Regions from separate parts of the Mus musculus genome. Here region 2 is linked to region 1. The links are chromatin contacts, called in public HiChIP or PLAC-seq maps. All regions are on one chromosome and are shown on one strand. Each heading gives the region's core, a stretch centred on a gene start, on an enhancer-like site or on the middle of the called end of the contact. The rest is flanking DNA. Distances are from core to core; before and after follow the strand shown. Region 1 holds the start of Pgap6 (post-glycosylphosphatidylinositol attachment to proteins 6). Region 2 holds the start of Msln (mesothelin).

Region 1 (3,621 bases), core at 400-2,899:
GCCAGGGCCACAGAGCCACTTGTCCCCCACCCAGCCATCAACTCTCACTTGGGCTTAATCCCAGGGCTGGAGAAGGAGGAACAAATAGGATGTGGTATGGAGCAATCTATCAGAAGGTCTTTAGGGAACACTGCCTTTCATTTCAAACTATACCAACTCCTCGGAAACCAAAAACAACAACCCTCAAAGAAACAAGAGCTCCGGGCTGGAGAGATGGCTCAGCGGTTAAGATCACTGACTGCTCTTCCAAATGTCCTGAGTGCAAATCCCAGTAACCACATGGTGGCTCACAACCATCCCTAGTGAGATTTGACTCCCCCTTCTGGAGTGTCTGAAGACAGCTACAGTGTACTTACATATAATAAATAAATAAATCTTTAAAAAAAGAAACAAGGGGCTGGTGAGATGGCTCAGTGGGTAAGAGCACCCGACTGCTCTTCCGAAGGTCCGAAGTTCAAATCCCAGCAACCACATGGTGGCTCACAACCATCCGTAATGAGATCTGACTCCCTCTTCCGGAGTGTCTGAAGACAGCTACAGTGTAATTACATATAATAAAAATAAATAAATAAGTAAATAAATAAATAAATAAAAAAGAAAGAAACAAGAGCTCCAAGGGAGGAGGGGGTGGAAATGGGAGGTACAGTCAACATCCGGAAAGGTCCAAGGAACACCAGGTAGCACAAAGGTCTCCCGGGGAGTTTCCCGCCGGGCAAGAGAAGGGAAAGTACTCATCTTTCCTATTTCTAAATGTCTGCGGGTAGGCAGAACACAGAGGGTCAAAGATCTAACTGCCTCCTTAAACTGTAGTCCAGTGCGTTCCCACTTGCGGAGCAGAAATAACAAAAAGCAGTTAGGAAGCTCCCCTATAAGGGAGTACCCTTTCTTTACATCCATTCTGGTCAGCCAGCTTCTCTAGGGCCAGCTGGCAGCACAGTCGGTGAGAAGCAAAATCAGCAATCAAGAGTGACCTTCCTGGGATTGGATTAGGAACATAATGCTGGTTAGACCCCCCCTAGTCCAGGGTCTGCCCAACTTTCTCTAGCTCAACCCTTCTACCAGATACTGTCCCTTGCGTCACCACGGTTCAGCTATTCTTCGGAGATAGGTTCCTCTACCTCCCAGCTCTTGGGTGCCACAGTCGCGTCTCTAAAGCACAGGAGAGACGGACCGGTAGAATCCGCTCCAAGTGAGCGAACTCGGCGGGCCCGGAACGGAAAAGCGGGCATGGGGGTTTTTCTGGCCCGGATGCCCCGCAGGGGGCGCAACCCAAGATGAGAACCTCGTTTCAACGCCGCGCCAGGTGAACGCACAGGTGCCCCCCGTGAGTCACAATCCCCGCCTCCCGCCCGCCCCCGGCCCGCGCCGCGGATGGCGCTGTAGGCCCGCGGGCTCACCGCTCTCCTTGCTGTTGCTGGCGGCGGCAGGCGGAGGCCGAGCCAGGAGCAGCAGCAGCAGCAGCAGTGACCCGGTCGCTGCCTCCCGCGCTGTGCCCCCGGCCCCAACCCGGCCCATGGCTCGGCGCTCAGCCCGAGCTACCCCTCCCGCGTCCCGCGCCGCTCGCCCCCGCCTGGGCAGCCCCCGCCGCCTCTGCGGCCGCCGCCACTGCCTCTGCCCGGAGCTCCCATGGCTCCGATAGACCTGCCGCCAGCGCCCCGGGCACTTCCGCCTCCGAGGCCCCGCCCCGCAGGGAGCCGGCCTGCGGTCTAGGTTCCTGAGGATGCTGGACCGCGTCACCTTGGCCAGAGTGGAGGCGAACAGCAGGGGGCCGAAAAGGTCTCATTGGAAGGGGACACGGATTCACTGGGGATCACTCAGCTTGAGGGGGTGGGCGGCAAAGGATGAAGGGTCCTGTCGAACGCTTTGGGGTACCAGACGACAGATGTCACGTATACGTGACATATACGCCCGAAGGTGCACTCTGACCTTGCCTGGAAGAACCGAACCTCCAGCTGCTCTCAGGACCCCTCACACCATAACCATAAACTGCCGCAAAAGTATAAGAGACCAAATGGAAACGGGAAGGTGCACTTTGAGTAACCGAGTTTCATGTCAGTGTCAGATGAACTACTCTGGGTACCAAAGGGATATATTCCAAACATGTTAAAGATGTGGTTGCAAACTGAAAGCCCAAAAAGAGAAGTTGAGGCTTTTTTCAGAGGGGTTCGATGCAACAACAAAAGTAAAACAATGCACTAAAAACATGCGTACAAAAATAAGCCAAACATTTGTGGCCCGTGCCTTTAATTCCAGCACTGGGGAGGCAAAGGCAGGCAGACCTCTGAGTTCAAGGCCAGGGTAGTTTACAAATAAAGTCCAGGACAGCCAAAGCTATTACACAGAGAAACCCTGTCTTGAGAAAAAAAAATTATAAATAACACCAGGTCAGGTTGCAGCCTATCATGAAAAGCTGAGTACAGTGGATCTCAGCTGAAGTCCCAGTGCTGGCAAGGCTAGAACAAGAAAATCACCAAGAGTGAGGCCAGCCTGACCTACAGATACTAGTAAAGTGCTCCCCACATCAGTATTACCTGCCTTTTCAGGAAAGTGATAAGGGACCAGGGTGGTCATGGTGCACACCTTTAATCCCAGCACTTGGGAGGCAGAGACAGACCAACCTCTGAGTTCCAGGTACTCAGAGAAACCCTGTTTTGAAAAGCTGGGGGAAAAAAGTCAAAGTGCTACATGCTACAGGATTCCTAAAACATTATGCAAATTAGAACAACAGGACCACCTCCTGTGTTAGAGAATGTTAAAAAGTTGGAGCATATTTATCCTTTTGCCAAACAAAGATCAAAAAGCTCTTTGGGGAGATGGGGCCCAAATTAAGGAATGTCCCCAAGGAGCCTCCGAACTCTCCAAAAATAGCCCCAGCCTGTAGGAAAACTATTTCCTTTGTTATCCTGCCAGGGTTCACTGAAGTGTGGGGCTGCATCCACCCACTGTTCTAATGGTAGATGCATATATAAAGTGGTCACCCCTACTGAAAGTGACTGTGGTCACATGAGAAAGGGCTGGTGGGGCAGAGCACACCTGTATCTCAGCACAAGGAAGGAAGAAAGGCCCCACCCACCGGCAAGGCAAGTGGATATCTAAATTCAAGGCCGGCCTCGGGTACAAAGGGAGTTCCAGGACAGCCAGGGCTACACAAGAACTCCTTTCTCAACACCTCCCCTTTCTCCTCAAGAAAAAAAAGGAAAATATTGTGCTTTGTTTGGGAATGATGTACTGTGTTAGGAAAGTGGGGGGGGGGGGATGTTTTAATTGAGTGAGAGAAATTCACATCTTGTGTTGGAGAGAGTGATAGCCACAGGTTAAAAGCCCTTGCTCCTCTTCTAGAGGACGAAAGTTCAGTTCCCAGAATCCATGTTAAGTGGCTCATAACCACCTGTAACTCCAGCTAGGGGATCAGATAAGCTCCTCTGGTCTCCTAGGCCACTCCCATAGAAAAATAAAATTAATTTTCATGTCTATGTATCAAAGGTATGGAATATCTGCAAAAGAAGTTGGCATCTGGTCACCGTGCTGCGCCCTGGGGGAAGGGAGACAGGAGGCTAGGAATAGAAGACTGAACCATACCTGCTTTTATCGCTTAAATGTTTTACACAGTAGGGGGAAGGG
Region 2 (3,738 bases), core at 129-2,628, 360 kb after region 1:
CTCACAGTCCATGCTGAGGAGCCTTCTGGGGAATAAGGGACAATGTTGCCTGGCTATAAAGGAAAACCAGGGTCAGCTCTCTCCATGGCTAGGTCCTATCTTAGAGTCCTAGACAGGGCCAGCAAGGCCTGGCATAGATTGGTGCTCAGCAGGTGTGTGGGTGATAATTGAGCAGGGGGTGCTGACGCTGATCACAGGCGATAACTGAGCAGTGGATGCTGATGCTGACCATAGGCAATAAGGGGTGGGCAGTGGATGCTGATCGATGCTGATCATAGATGGTAAGGGGTGGGGTACATTTGAACGACTCTCCTGTGTTCCTCCAGTCCTGGGACCCCATACCACAATGCCATGGAACTGCTGTGGGTTTTTCTGTTTCACACTGAGATGCGTCCTTTGTCCGAGACAAGTGGGTACCAGAATCTTGAATTCTACATAACTATAGGACAGTGGCTCCCATCTGCATCTCTTAGGATGTGGTGTGAAAGATGCAGATCCCAGGGCCTGATGCTGCTTGTAGAGGCTCTTAAGGAACTCACACTAAGGCTGATAGACAGGTTTTGATTGACATAAGGCTGGCTGCAGGCTTCATAGTCTCCTGGGTTGAGGGGAGACATTAAGACATGTTTCTTGCCTGGGCTCACCTATCCTACACATCGTCTCCTGGTACACAGTTTGCTCTACCTGCTCAGGGGCTTCTTAGTGCAGGAGCCTCCTGGCCTGTGAGGTCTCCCCAGACAATCCCTACTGCTGGGTTGTTCAGGTAACTCACATACGGGGGCATGAGAAGTCCATATTCTGAGCAATGGGGGGGGCCAAGAGAGACCTGAGATAAAGTCAGCTAGAATACAGTTCCACACATGTTGAGGAGGGGAACAGCTCCGCACTCACCCTGTCCACAGAGCCCCTGAGCCCCACCCCAGAGGGGACACTGGATTGCCTGGTACCCATTTATTTACCTGCTATCCTGATCACACCAGAGCTTGAAAAACTCTCATAGAAGCCATGTCACCCAAAGGGACTGATCTATGGAAGAGACATCACCCCCCTCTACAGCGTGGTCAGCCTGATGGGGCCATGTGTTTGTGCAAGTCACAGATACCTCCAGTCCCATGCCTCAGGCCCAGGGGTGGTCCTGCGTAATTCCCAGCCTGAACCACTCAGTGCTCCTGGTACAAACGGCGAACCCGTAACAACCGGAGCAGGAGATAGCCCTGTCTCTTTGTCCTATACTTCCAGTTCTGCCCTGCCCTGTGAGGCTGGAGGGTGAACTCAGCTGTCCACTGCGCCTCACAGCAGAGGTGCCCCACTGACTCAGACCCAGTGCCCCTCCCTATAGGAGGGCTGGTTTTCCTAGGGGCGGGCCTGGCAAGCGGTCAGTGTGGAGAGTCTGCCTAGTAGACACTACTGCAGGTGCTCACAGAAGTTGGACAGCTGCTTTCCCAGGCCCAAAAGCCCCTTCGTTGTCTCCAAACAGTGGTGTGGGTTGAGGGGTGGGACAAGTGGGGACCTCAGAGTCATTGTTATCCACAGACCATGGCCTTGCCAACAGCTCGACCCCTGCTGGGGTCCTGTGGAAGTCCCATCTGCAGCCGAAGCTTCCTACTGCTTCTCCTTAGTCTTGGTGAGTATGGGTTGGGCTGATCCCCAGGAAGTGGTTAAGGAACCTTCATGAGTTGGGAGCTTGCTTTCTCCTTGGGTCATTGCTAGGTGACCTGCGTTCCAGGAGGGTTAGGACTGAGAACAGTGAAAGGCCTGGAAAGTGGGGACACTCCGAGCAGGAATGATCCCTAGGCCTACAGAGCATAGGCTATGACACAATGGGGTGAGAGGCCTTAGCTCTCTCTACACCCAGTGGGCTGTGCAGAGGGCTGGGACCAGAGAGCAGCCCAGTTTTGCCCCGGCCTCTCTTGTAGCTTTGTACCCTCTGGCTCACAGGGTGGATACCACGTCTGCAGACCCAGACTACAAAGACAAGCCAGGTGAGGTCCTCTGAGGGAAACAGAAGGATTTTCTATTCTAGTCTTGGGGGTACGGAGTGATGTTTTCGGTACTTTACACATGAATACATACCATCCCTTAGTGTCACTTTTCAAAGAGGGCTGTGGGCAGAGTTGCTGATCCCAGAGAGTGGCAGAACCCAGGATGTAGCTGGGCCCTGAAAGGAGCTGAGTTGGAGACAGTGGAGCCCTTGGGTGTTAAGTCCCTGGCCCCAGAGGTAGCCAGACTCAGACAGTATCTGGACCTTGCTCTCAGACAGTTGAGACCAAGCTCTAAGGTAAAGAAGCTCCTATCTGCTTGGGAAATGTCAGTCAGACCTTGTTCCCTTAGGAGGCCACACTCCTCCATGCTGTGAACGGTGCCGCTGACTTTGCCAGGTGGGTTCAGTACCTTTGGGGGCGATCAGGAGCCCTTGTGGGCTGAGTGAACAAGTGCCAGACATCCAGGTTCCCAAATTCTCTGTCTTGTCTGATCTCTACCCACTCCCTCCTGACCTGGCTGGCTCAGAGTTAGGGGAAGGACTGTGTCCCAGGGCCCAAGTACCTTGTCCCTCAGGTTGTCACTTGTCCCAAAGAGGGTCATGAGAAGCCCAGGGTTATGAAGGAAGGGCTCTGGGCAGGCAGGCAGGCAGGCAGGCAGGCAGGCACTTCCAGAGGGACAGTGTTGGATTCAGATCCCAGCCCTGTCCCCAGTCTCCCCACAGGCCTCTTTCTTGGCCTCACATGTGAGGAGGTATCTGACCTGAGCATGGAACAAGCCAAGGGGCTGGCTATGGCTGTAAGACAGAAGAACATTACACTCCGGGGACATCAGGTCAGTCTCCCACTATGGTCCCCACCTATACTATGATGGTTTGAGGGAGATACATGGTGGCTAGGAGGTTTGTGACTAGTTTCTAGAATTCCACTGCTCACCCTCATGCCAACTCAGGGTCTGGTCCTGGCTGGTGGCTCCCCTCAGAGCCCCTCTTGCTGCCTAACTGAATACTAGGTGTGTGTATCTCCTGGGGGCTCAGCTCCCTGGGGTCTGAATGCCTTTCTTCTGGGCCCTGCTATCCCAAGTCTGAGCTGATCTTGCTGTCCCTCTCCTGGAGACCTTGCATTCATTGTCTTTCAGGGCTCTGTCCTCAAAATATGGCCAATGGTAGCATGACTCAGGATGGGGAGAGGAAGGCCAGTGTGACTAGCTTATATGGATTCAAGATCAAGTCAGACCTATCCCTGACTATTGAGGCAGTGGGATGTTCGTGCCACAGTCTGTGAACAGAACTAGGGTTCAGCCGGTAGCATGTAGGGTGGAATTAGAACTGGGGTGCCCCAGGCCATCCTCGAGAGCTATGGCCCAGAAAATTCTGAGATGCGTGCCCTGGTCTCCCGGCAGCTGCGTTGTCTGGCACGTCGCCTTCCTAGGCACCTCACCGACGAGGAACTGAATGCTCTTCCACTGGACCTGCTGCTCTTCCTCAAGTAGGCCTCAAGCTGGGAACTTGGTCTCATCCCCCCCTTTGTCTAGCCCTGGGCTACAATGTGCAGTGACTGGGTGGCTTTGTCAGGGAGGTACTTAGTGGAGTATCGTGTGTGTGTGTGTGTGTGTGTGTGTGTGTGTGTGTGTGTCTGTCTGTCTGTCTGTCTGTCTGTCTGTCTTGTGTTTCTGTCTGTGTGTATCTGTGTCTATGTCTCTGTGTCTATATCTGTGTCTGTGTCTATGTGTGTGTCTGTGATGTGTGTCTGTACACTT

Evidence for each region. HiChIP or PLAC-seq counts read pairs in DNA pulled down with a chosen protein or histone mark.
Region 2: a FOXA1 HiChIP or PLAC-seq map of pancreatic cancer cells shows a contact between it and region 1. The contact joins the promoter of Msln here to the promoter of Pgap6 in region 1. A contact is called at or near these places in 1 of 115 datasets of contacts at active chromatin or transcription factors (pancreatic cancer cells) and 1 of 9 other capture datasets (liver).

Annotation. Positions count from the first base shown.
Region 1 is chr17:26,111,344-26,114,964 of GRCm38.p6, reverse strand. It overlaps Pgap6 (post-glycosylphosphatidylinositol attachment to proteins 6), which reads right to left and starts at 1,649. Exons shown (of 13, transcript NM_021793.2): 1 at 1,398-1,649. The coding sequence starts at 1,515.
Region 2 is chr17:25,752,018-25,755,755 of GRCm38.p6, reverse strand. Msln (mesothelin) reads left to right here and starts at 1,378. Exons shown (of 17, transcript NM_001356286.1): 1 at 1,378-1,413; 2 at 1,534-1,624; 3 at 1,939-1,982; 4 at 2,332-2,378; 5 at 2,694-2,814; 6 at 3,382-3,467. The coding sequence starts at 1,537.